Regions from separate parts of the Sus scrofa genome. Here regions 1 and 3 are each linked to region 2. Evidence: chromatin contacts called from public Hi-C and HiChIP or PLAC-seq data. All regions are on one chromosome and are shown on one strand. Each heading gives the region's core, a stretch centred on a gene start, on an enhancer-like site or on the middle of the called end of the contact. The rest is flanking DNA. Distances are from core to core; before and after follow the strand shown. Region 1 has its middle 180 kb from the start of JUN. Region 2 overlaps LOC102165506 (a long non-coding RNA gene). Region 3 overlaps FGGY (FGGY carbohydrate kinase domain-containing protein).

Evidence for each region. A called contact is a pair of places that touch in the nucleus more often than the background predicts. HiChIP or PLAC-seq counts read pairs in DNA pulled down with a chosen protein or histone mark.
Region 1: a contact with region 2 is called in a Hi-C map of skeletal muscle, with 6 times the contacts expected there. The contact joins two enhancer-like sites. A contact is called at or near these places in 1 of 47 Hi-C or Micro-C datasets (skeletal muscle) and 1 of 2 datasets of contacts at active chromatin or transcription factors (skeletal muscle).
Region 3: an H3K27ac HiChIP or PLAC-seq map of skeletal muscle shows a contact between it and region 2. The contact joins two enhancer-like sites. A contact is called at or near these places in 1 of 47 Hi-C or Micro-C datasets (skeletal muscle) and 1 of 2 datasets of contacts at active chromatin or transcription factors (skeletal muscle).

What each region holds. Positions count from the first base shown.
Region 1 is chr6:153,506,293-153,510,173 of Sscrofa11.1, forward strand. No RefSeq gene overlaps it. Among named protein-coding and RNA genes, the nearest start is that of JUN, 180 kb to the right of the region's middle. Within about 2 kb of position 1,354, at least 28 of the 83 cell types and tissues checked have an H3K27ac peak or open chromatin away from gene starts, as enhancers often do. A contact at or near this core is called in skeletal muscle, where this site is marked.
Region 2 is chr6:153,317,247-153,321,284 of Sscrofa11.1, forward strand. It overlaps LOC102165506 (a long non-coding RNA gene), which reads left to right. Exons shown (of 4, transcript XR_002345481.1): 3 at 88-303. Among named protein-coding and RNA genes, the nearest start is that of FGGY, 110 kb to the left of the region's middle. Within about 2 kb of position 1,260, at least 1 of the 83 cell types and tissues checked has an H3K27ac peak or open chromatin away from gene starts, as enhancers often do. A contact at or near this core is called in skeletal muscle, where this site is marked.
Region 3 is chr6:153,072,244-153,076,081 of Sscrofa11.1, forward strand. All of the region lies in intron 5 of FGGY (FGGY carbohydrate kinase domain-containing protein), which reads right to left. Among named protein-coding and RNA genes, the nearest start is that of FGGY, 140 kb to the right of the region's middle. Within about 2 kb of position 1,353, at least 8 of the 83 cell types and tissues checked have an H3K27ac peak or open chromatin away from gene starts, as enhancers often do. A contact at or near this core is called in skeletal muscle, where this site is marked.

The DNA.
Region 1 (3,881 bases), core at 104-2,603, 190 kb after region 2:
AAATTTTAAGAGGTATTACCTGTTTCATTACATTTTTGTCTGCTTACTTGCTCATTTACCATGCAAGGAGTAACCAGAGGCTACCTTTCACCCTAGCTCACAGGATGAGACAAATGCAACAGACCCACACCTGACCCACAGCCCCAGTTAAGCTGAAGCTGGAACCCAAGCTACCCAGCCAACCCACAAACCCAAGAGTGAGAAGAAAAAAATTTTTTATTTTATTTTATTTTTATTTTTTGCTTTTTTAGGGTCACCCCCATGGCATATGGAAGTTCCCAGGCTAGGGGTTGAATCAGAGCTATAGGTGCCAGCCTACACAGCCACAGCAACGTGGGATCTGAGCAGTGTCTGTGACCTACGCCACAGCTCAGGACAATGCCAGATCCTTAACCCACTGAGTGAGGCCAGGGATTGAACCCGTATCTTCATGGATCCTAATCAGGTTTGTTAACCACTGAGCCATAAAAGGAACTCCCAAGAAAAAATTCTTATAGTTGTAAGTGACTGAGTCTTGGGTGGCTTGTTACCTAGCATTATTGCAGCAATAGCTGACTCATACACCTCCATGAATGAATACAGCCAAGCCAGGGCCCCTCCACTTTTGTCTGCCTGTGAGAACCTGCTAGACCCCCTCTCCACCGTCCTTTGGGTCCCAGCTACACTTAACTGAGAGACCTTGTCTCCAACGGTATTCTGAGATCTTTACTTGTGCACGTTTCTTTTTCTTATTTTGGACACTGAGCTGCTTTGGGGTAGGGAACTGCCTTTTGCATCCCCAGACCTCCAGCGCCGAGCACAGTGCCTGGTACAAAATAGGCTGTCAGTAAATATGAGCTGACTTTTAACTAAACTAAATGGAGTGGCCCCAAATATCATCAAGGGCTAAAGTATTTTAAAGTACTCTTTCTACATTGTTTTTAAAAAGGGTCTTGAGGCTAAATACATAAATAATAAAGAGATACACTTTGAAAAATACGTCTACATAAACACATATGTAGGCAAACAAACTTATGCCAAACACAACTGGGAGCTTTCTGCAGACTAGTCTCCCATTTAAGGCCTGTAATTTCCCTCTTGGCCGACACTGGCTTTGGCTTGGACTGTGTTTCACAGACTCCTGGCAGGCAGCCTGCTGGGTTTGTGTTTAGATTTTTTTTTTCCTTTCATCAGGCCTGAAACTGAAGCCACAGACCTTTCTGAAACCTTCTCTTAGCTGTAGCTGTCATGCTTCAGGTCACCTGCTTATCCCTCCCAGGTCATGTGGATCCATAATGTGTCCAGAGGTCCAGGGACAAGCTGGCAAGCAGTGGAGTCCCTTCCAGAAGGAGACAAAGGAAGGCAGAGGAGGAACCAACGAGTCCGGAAAGTACGACCCAGACCAGGCCTCCACCCTCCCAGAGCCAACTGTATCTGATGGCCTAGCCTGCTGGCCAGCTTCTGGCATCAAAGAGGTAGGGACCCTGGAGGGGAACTGAGGCCCATGAAAACAAAACAAAATAAGCGAAGTTGTGCTGGTGACATGGGCGAAGCTTATATGCACCTAAGTCCTGGGGGAGCTCTAGGGTCAGACACAGGTCATATTTAGATCCTGGCTCTTCCAATATCTCCTGGGCCAGTGACTTAACTCTCTGAACCCAATTTCCTCATCCATGAACTGGATTGCACCTACCTCGCAGGCCAGTGTCAAGATTACATGAGTTCATACACGTGATGGGCCAAGCACTTTGTAGAAAATTAATCTGCGGTGAGTTTTGTTTTCACAACAGACCTTTCATCTGTCGGGACGTGTCCAGTCTTATCTGCTCCCCATTCCATCTGCAGTGCAGTCTCCTCTGTGGCTGCCTCTCCAGCCTGTGCTTGCAGGGTCTCAGGGCAGCCTGCCCCCTTATAGAGAGATTCTCATTACTAGAAAGTTCTACCTCAGTCTGACCCTGAAGAGAATCTAACAGTGATCTCTCTGGAGCTTTCACTCATGGCCCCTTTCCACTCAAGGGCCAGTAAAAACGAGTCTACACCCTCACCCTCAGTGCAACCTTCTCTGTAGGCAAGGATAGCTCTCAGGCCCTTCTTGAGGTGCCTCCAGAATTCTTCAAGGCTTTACACACACACACACACACACACACACACGCGCGCGCACACACGCATGTGGTGTCTAAGCAATTACAAGGACTACACAGAAACAAATAAGGGACATATAGCCCAAACTTGGAAGGTCCAGGAGGCTTCTTAGAGGAAGGTAGTTGAGAGTGAATAGTTGCTATGAATTGGTTGTGCAAAGCCCTGCAGCTACTAGTGAAGAAATAGACTCTCTGCCCTGGCAGTGGGTGATGGTTGATGCCTCTAGCTAGACATCATTGTTGAATTTGTGTTGATTTTCTACTATTCAAATGCCTCTTTCCGGGCCCAGTTTCCTCAGTAGGCTTGGCCCAGTACTTCCAACGGATGTTTTTCCATTCCCTTCTTACGCAGACAGAGAAGCCAGGTTTGTGTCCAGGCTCTGCCACTCACAAGCTGGGCGACCCAAGCCCAGTCAGATCACCTCTCTGAGCCTCCATTTCCACACTGGAAAATGGAGAAGACACTGCCTACGCCCAGGGCTGGCGTGTGGATGGAACAAGATCTCACAAAGGAAAAGTTGCCCAGCATGGAGATGATGTTTGTCAGATGTTTTCTTTCCTTTTGTGCTTGATAAGATGACACAGCCTGATCTGATAGCAACACTCCATTGATAGTGTTATAACAGCATATTCCTTCAAAGGCACTTGCACCTGAATTTCTGAATATTGAGCCAGTCCATAACCCTCTCTTATGGCCCCTGAGGCTCTCCTTGATGGGGCACCTGCTTCCTCTGCAGCCCCACATGCAGACTAGTGGGCATTCTTGAAGGCAAGTGGCTCCAATCCCTCTGGATGGGTGCCCTCTTAAAGGACACCAAGATTAAGTGCCCGGCTCTTGGCTAAGGTCTCTTTGAGGAACACTGGAGAGTTTCCTTGGGAGAATCGACCAGAATCATGGCAGGGAACAAAGTGCATGCAGAAGGGCTGAACAGCAAAAAAATCTAAGGGAAGGACTCTGTTTGGGGCTGAGACTGGGGCTAAGGAAACCAGCAAGGAAGGTCAAGACACCCTGGGGGGTAGGGCAGCAGGCAGCCCACACCCCCCCCAGGGGTCAGTCAAAGAGAAGAGACACATGTTCTGGAAGGCCAGAGAGCTGACGCCCTGGGGAGCAGCAGCCGGGGCACTGTGGCTCTCTGGGTCACAGCCAATGCCAGACTTTGAAAGAAAGGAACAGACAAAGGGAGGGACAGACACCTGACCTCTGCCTCTTCCCACACTCCTCTTGCCTGCTGCTATAGATTTCCTTTGGCTAGACGCAGCTATAATTTAGAGTCCAGGGGAACCTCGGTGATGTTCTTCTTAGGGGTTAACCTGCTGGGGCGCAGAACATGTGGAGCGAGCAGAAAAATTGGTGGGACAGGAATGATCACAGAAAGAAATTACGAACAAAACAGTAATCCTGGCATCCTACAGGGACAATGAGCACAGCTGACCCTAAGAGGGCTAGCTCTTCCCCAAGAAAGAGAATTCCATGTAAGGGGAAGCGGGAAGCTGGCTAACAGGCAGCTTTCCCAGCCAGGCCACAGTGTTCACACAGCAACCAGATCCTGTGCCCAGCGCATCTGCCAGAGTAGTTCACATGGCCACAGACATCTCAGACCTTGGCCCATGCGCAGCTGTAGAGGGCAAAGTGTTGTTCTATGATCCTGGACCTCACCCATCTTCACTGCTCCTTCCCCAGGACCTGGGCAGGCAAGAGGGGACTTTGGAGCCACCCATGAGAGAGGCAGAAATGATTCAGATCCAATCATAAAAATAATG
Region 2 (4,038 bases), core at 10-2,509:
AGAAATAAACAGTTCATAAATTTTAAATTGTACATTGTTCTGAGCACCACGATGACGTCTCAGGCAGCCCTGTTTCTTCCCACCCAGGATCACCAACCTCCCATGTCGTCTGCTCCTGACATCCAAGCATCACCATCATCATGGCTCAGTGATCCACGATCACCTGAGACGGAAGATCCTCCTTCTGACTATCATCGGAAGGCCTACAGTAACCTAACCCTACGTCACAATGGCCACGTCACTCTCCTCACTTCATCTCATCTTGCAAGCATTTTATCATCTCACGTCATCACAAGAAGAAGGGTGAGTACAGTACAATAATGTTGAGAGGGAGCCAGAGAGAGAGAGAGCCCACGTTCACATAACTTTTCTTATGGTACATTGTTATAATTGTTTTATGTTATTGTTTGTTATTGTTAATTTCTTACTGTGCCTAATTTATAAATTAAACTTTATCATAACTGTACATGTGTAAGAAAAACATAGTATGCATAGTGTTCAGTACTATCTGTGATTTCAGGTATCCATTGTGGGTCTTGGATGGTATCCTCAATGAATAAGGGGGGACTGCTTAGAGAAATATCTATTCAGATCCCCATTTCCCCATTTTTTTTTACATGTGTACATTCTTTTTTCTCACATTATCATGTTCCATCATAAGTGACTAGACATAGTTCCCAGTGCTACACAGCAGGCTCTCATTGCTAATCCATTCCAAAGGCAATAGTCTGCATCTATTAACCCCAAGCTCCTAATCCATCCCACTCCCTCCTCCTCCCCCTTGGCAACCACAAGTCTGTTCTCCAAGTCCCTGATTTTCCTTTCTGTGGAAAGGTTCATTTGTGCCATATATTAGATTCCAGATGTAAGTGCTATCACATGGTATTTGTTTTTCTCTTTCTGACTTACTTCACTCAGTATGAGAGTCTCTAGTTCCATCCATGTTGCTGCAAATGGCATTATTTTGTTGTTTTTTATGACTGAGTAGTATTCTATTGTGTATATATTACCACATCCTCCTAATCCATTTGCCCATTTTGTAATTGGGTTATTTGTCTTTTTATTATTGAAATGCAAAAATTCTTTATATATCCAGATATATAATTTGTAATTATTTTCTCCCATTCCCAAGTTCATGTAGCTCCTTAAGTTCCAGAACCATATACAAAGGCCATGCCCTTGCTATTACACCATCATCCACTGTGGCCAAAGCACAGTGAAATGTAGTCATAGAGAGGGCAGCCTGACCCAGGCAACCGTTGACTTCAGTTCTTTAAAGGTATCACTTAACTTGTTTACTTTCTGCACTGTCACCACCATCATCTGTATTTGGCCTTCATCTGGCATCCTACCCATTAGGAGAAAGGAAGACAGCTCTGTAAAGACTCATAGATTGCCTTCTCAGAACTCAAGGCGCACGTAAGGTAGAAAAACCAAAAGCTCAAGGTGAGGAGATTGAATCTGCATCAATCTGAGAGGTAACACTGTCCATTCGGAAGTGATTAGCAAGTTGAACAATCTGAACTTTCAAACGGGAAGTGAAATTTTGTGTACTAGATGGACGGCTTCTAGTAAAAATCTTAGCATTGAAGGACACTTTTTTTTTTTTTTTTGGTATTGAGCTGCAGAAGGTGTTTATCAATTTTGGAGATTAATCCCTTGTCAGTCGATTCATTTGCAAAGATTTTCTCCCATTCTGTGAGTTGTCTTTTCGTTTTGTTTAGGGTTTCCTTTGCTGTGCAGAAACTTTTAAGTTTAATTAAGTCCCATTTGTTTATTTTTGTTTTTACTGTCATTACTCTAAGAGGTGGATCTGAGAAGATGTTGCTGTCGTTTATGTCGGAGAGGAAAGTCACCTTTAGGTGGAGTTTGTCTGACCTCTTATTTGGCACATGGAGAAATGTCCACTGACTCCCCCAAGGTCACAGGCTAGTTGGTGGCAGAAAGGGGACTCAAACGCAGGTCCTCTGATTCCATTTTGTGGAATGTCAGAATTTTCTTCTCTTCCTAGAGCCTACCAGACATGAAGTACCAGATAACCTGTCCTCACCAAATGAAGGGTATTTAATAATCTCATGAGACTCTAAAAGAATTATAGGAAGGTGGAAAGGGGAAGGGATTGTTCTGAACCTGTCCATGGAAAACAGGAAATTTCAAAGATCTATAAGGTAACAACAATCCAACTTCTGCATCAAAGGAAAGATCTATGATCCAGGAATTGGAGAGCATCTTGCACATTCTGTCATTTTTGTAAATAAGGCAAAGAAAGAACTGAGCTCAGACTAAACTGCAAGGTACTGCCTAGGGCACAACAAAAGTACTGTGGAGAGAACATGGATTTAAAATAACTGGGGTGAAGAGTTCTCTGGTGGCCTAATGGGTTAAGGATCCAGCATTGTCACTGCTGTGGCTCAGGTTGCTGCTGTGGCATGAGTTCAATCCCTGGCCCGGGAACTTCAACATGCCACAGATGCATCCAAAAAAATAAAATAACTGGGGTGATGACAAGATATTCAGCTTACCCAAGGATGGTTTTATCTATGCCAGAGAGCAGCATCCCATCTAGTTGGGCAGCATAGGGAGGAGAACATCATCAGTGACACAGCCTTCAGGACTGATGCCATGTTATTTTGTACTCAGCCTCTACGCCACCTCCAGCAGAAAGCGATCTTAGGAATGGTTCTGATGGCAGCAGAGTGTAAGTGTCATAACAAAGCTTTAGGATCACTAGACCAGAGTTCAAATTCTGATTCCCCCTTTACTGTCTGGCCATGTGATCTTAGGCAAGTTATGTCACCTTTCCAAGCCCAAGTGTCTTCCTCTGTCCGAGGAAGGATATCGTGAGAATGAACTGAGACTATGGCCCCAGGCACGTAACACAGTTCCTGGGACATGGTGGATGTTTCACTCATGCATTTTTGCACCCTTCCTTAGTCTTTCTCAGCTTCATATGAATTTTGGACCACCCCTCCAGGTGCTCTTTGGATCTCAAGACATATCTCTTTCAATATGAAATTAAAAATTTCATTCTCCTATTAAGAGATGTTTAGAACTATAGGAGAAAAGGCCCTTTTGAGGAACCTGAGGCCAGAGCATTCATGGCAGAGCAGGCATCCGAGCTCTCCATTCAGTACTTCCTCCTTGGCATCATCATAGTGTTCTTGGGATGCTGGTTACCATGACTACCGAGTTATTTCCTCTAGGTCTGACCACCACAACGAACTGAAACACTTGCCAAACTCCCAGCCAAATAAGCTGCAGATGTCCAATTTTAAAAACATCATTCCTGAACAATAATGTTTGGTTTCCCGTCCACCACACAGACCCATCCATAGACATGGACGTAGGGAGAGGTGGCTGTAAGGGGAACCAGGAATAAGACCTGGGATGCAGAAGAGGCCCAGACCTATGTCTGTGACTTCCCCTGGATGAAAAGCAGGAGGCACTCCTTCCCAAAGTGACATTCTAATTCATTTATGGAGTCACTGACTCTGCTCAACTGATCTTTTGACAAGTTCCAAGCAACCACACAGTAACAGTGAAGGACAAAGCTAATGGCTTTTAGAGTCAGACAGGTGTGGGTATCATACATTTGCCTCTGACTAGCTGTGACCTTGACCAAACTGGCTTCTCCGAGGCTCTGTTGCTTCAGATCAAATGAAGATTGTATTGCCTGCTCTATAGAGCTGTCATGGGGTTAAAGCAAAAACCAGGCACAGAGCACAGTGCTTGGACCTAGTAAATCTTTGATGAATGTTAGTTGTAAATTTGTCTTTAAATCATCACACAGTCTAATATTCCCACTCTGCCCTGATACATCAAGACGAATGGTTGCTTTTGAGAAATATGGAATCTCATCCAAACAAAGGGAATCTTACAAATTACTTCAAACAACACTCTCATTTTGTAGAGGAGGAAATTGAGACCCAGAAAGGTGAAGTTCTTTGCCTGAGATCACACAACTAACTAGTCAGCAGCAGAGCTGGGATTTGAATGCCAGAATTCTAACATCCAACCCAGCACTTTTTCCAGCGTCCG
Region 3 (3,838 bases), core at 103-2,602, 240 kb before region 2:
GGCAAAAACAGGATTATTTCTGCCCTGACACTTTTCTCTTCTGATTATATCTCTGTACAGAACTGGCTGCCTACCACCAATTCAGAAGAACATCCCACCTGGTGGATGTGATGCAAGTTTTTTTTTTTTTTTTCCTTCCTTTTAAGGACCACAAGTGCTGCCTATGGAAGCTCCCAGGCTAGGGATGGAAACGGAGCTGCAGCTTCCAGCCTACACCACAGCCATAGCAATGGCGGGATCTGAGCCTCGCCTGTGACCTAATCACAACTCATAGCAATGCCAGATACTTAACCCACTAAGAGAGGCCAGGGATCAAACCCCCATCCTCATGGATACTAGTCGGGTTCATTTCCACTGAGCCACAACAGGATCTTGCCAAATTAAAGCACTGGGCTCCTAAGGCAACAATGATACTCTGATCCCCACTGTCCCCGCCTACCCCCTCCCCCAGAAGGATGAAGAGAAGGTTCTAAGAAGATGGAATAACCTTGGTGAGAGACTAAGCAAGGAAGAGGAGGAGAGCAAAGCCTTCAGGATGTCATCCTGAGCTCTGGATCCTTCTTCCAAGATAAAACCCATGTCTGAAGTTGCCTCTTCAGCTCTGATTAACGAGGGGTCAGGGAAATGAGGGCTTGTGGTGCCGTATCATGGGCTAGTTGGGACAGATCTTGTAAACACCCACCTCCTGTCCAGTTTCTCTTGACCTTTCTCCAAGAACAGTGGCCTTAGGCAGCGGTCAACAGACGACTAATTTTAGTTTTGGTTATAACATTCAGAGCCAAAGCTCTTCCCTTGCCCAGGCTGAGACGAGACCAACACAAACCTCCTTATTCCTGTCACTCAACCTCTCCTGGTTCCCAGAACCAGGCAGACATCCGCGAAAGGCTAGGGAATCTTACCCTGTGAGCCTCCCCAGAGAAGGGGGAGGTACAGTAGATTTAGGAGTTCTTCACTCACTCACTCTACACCTGTCCATTTCCGTGCTCAGTCCCTTGACGAGTGTTTATTTAGCATCTGCCACCTAACGGGCCCAGGAGTTGGCCCAGGGTACACAGAGCTGGCTGAGATGAATAGGCTGCCTCTCCTGCAGGCAAGGCAGGACAGCCAGAAACCAGAGAGTAAATCACAGAACTGTCTGGGTGCTCAATCCAATGAAGGGCCCTTGAGCGGCATCTCATCTGGGCCAGGGGCTCGGGGACAGATTCCCAGGGAAGGAAGGTTTAAGCTGAAACCAGAAGGATAGTGAGAGCTGTGGGAAAAGAACAGGAAAAGGGCTGGACCAGCAGAAGGTGGCCTGGAATGTGCGCTGTGGAGAAGTCAGTGTGGCCAAAGCAGTTGGGGAGGGTGTGCAGAGAACCGGGGCCGTGAGGCTGCAGGGGCTGGTCATCAAGGTCTATGGCCCAGGCCAAGCGCTGGGGACTCTGACCTGAGAACAGTGGGGAGGCAATGCGTTTCAGGCAAGGCGCTGTCCTGATGAGTGTAAGGTTCAGCTCCTGTCACTGTTACTTCTATGACATTGGGTGGGTCACAGTGCCTCCTTTGATCCACCAATAAAATATGTCCTTGCCTTTTCTTTTCTTTTTTTTTTTTTTTGCTTTTTAGGGCCACACCTGTAGCATATAGAAGTTCCCAGGCTAGGGGTTGAATTGGAGCTGCATCTGCCAGCCACAGCCACAGCCACAGCCACGCCAGATCCAGGCTGCGTCTGTGACCTATACCACAGCTCATACCAATGTCAGATCCTTTAACCCACTGAGTGGGGCCAGGAATCAAACCCGCATCCTCATGGATACTGGTCGGGCTCCTTACTGCTGAGCCACAACAGGATCTCCCTCACAAACATGCTTGTATTTTGCGTCTACTCTGTGCCAGCCACATGTCACCAATGCGACGGGACAGGGAACAGAACAGGTCCTGCCATTCTTGGAACTTACATCCCAGTGGGGGCGTCAGCTTGGCAAATACGCCAGGGAGGAAACCAGCAGGGTGACGAGGAGGAGAGTGACCTGGGAGGCTGCCTTGGGGCAGGATAGGCAGGGTGGACCTCTGAGGAGAAGACCCTGGATCTGAGGCCTGAGGAACGACAAAGGTCCTTCAGAACAAGGAGAGACTTGGGCAGAGTGACTGCAAAGGCCTGGGCAGCTGAGCACGTGGAGCTGAGCACAGAGCCTGAGGCACAGGGCCAGGCTGGCTAGGGAGGCGGCATCCTGATGGCACAGGGCCTCCTTGGAGGGGGCATGTTACTGCATGAGCAACAGAGGCTGATGAATGGCCTGATCTCAGTGACACTGTAAGGTCACTTAGGCTGCTCTGTGGAGGATGGGCAGGAAGGAGACCTGAGTGAAGGAGTGAGATCCGGAAGGGGCTTCTGTCCTTCCTTTCTCCACTGCGCAGAGCACACTTCATCACCCGCCAGCTACCGGCTTCATGACCTTGGGCACGTTACTCAACCTCCTGGCATCTTAACTGTCCTCATCCACAGGGGCAATAACACCCCCTGCCTCACACTGGGCTCTTGAATACAAGTTGCCGTCATTTGCAGGAACAGGGCATGGCTAAGCGCTCCATACACCTGAGCCGTTCTCACTTCCTCACTGTTCTTTCCCTGTCTGTCTCTGCGACTGGATTCTGAGCTCCTCACCTTTACCGGCCCAGCACCTGTTCCAGTGTTAATCCTAGGGTCTCTGTCAATCAGGAGTCACAAATGGTTGCCTGAAGATGTGAGTTGGCCCAAAGACATTTTGTTCAGCAGATATAGAGATTTTGAGATACGTGACTGTGGATGCCTTCAGGCTAGAGATGCTCCCCCAGCTTCCTGGAGTCCACTCAGGATGTGACTGGGTGAACTCTTAAAAATGTGGCTTGGAACATGTGTCAGAAATGTGACCTGTAAACCACACAGTAACTCCCTAATCCCCTCTCCAGCCCCCCCCACTGGGGCAATGGACCACAGGGTCTCATTTTCTAACTTTTCTTCGTATTGAATACTTTCTAGATCCTGATAACCAGGAGAAAAAGACACACACAGAGTCTGTGACTTTTTTTTCCTTCCCTTAGTAAGGCTGTGCCCTCAGCATATGAAAGTCCCAGGCTAGGGGTTGAATGAGAGCCGGCCTACGCCACAGCCACAGCAACTCTGGACCCAAGACACATCTGCAACCTACACCATAGCTCATGGCAACACTGGATCCTTAACTCACTGAGCGAGGCCAGGGATCGAACCTACATCTTCATGGATACTAGTCAGATTCTTAACCCTCTGAGCCATAACACAAACTCTCAGAGTCTGTCTTAACTGAGTTTACAATCCAGTGCTCGTGAATGTGGATGCTGTAGTCTCCTTGGGTGCAAAAGGTACACTAATATTACATCATACTGGGTGTTGCACAGATTATCTTATTCTACTCTTAAAATAACTCTGGAGGGGTGGGTAGCCTGGACAAGCAGGTTACTCTCCTTTGCAGAGAAACAAATGAAGGATCAAAGAAGCTAAGTATAGTGTCCAAAATAAAACAGCAAGATGGTAGATCTCGAAATCCTGTCCCTTTTCATCAACAGAAGCATTGCAAGCAGGGAGAGGTTAACTCGGGTTATGGAAAAACCTCTAAAGTTCTCTCTTTGTAACATGTCACAGGCCTGAGAATAAGAAAGATGACGGTGATACCCAGACACTGACCACCACATGGTAGCATAACTTAGATTGGCTCTGATGGTGGGAAAATCCTGACAACAGTGCTGGCAAAGAATAAGAGGTTTGTGTTCCAAGAGAGTTCTCCACGGGCTCCACGTGTCACCAGTGACACATCTGGAAAGAGAAAAAAGAAATCAGGAAACAGAA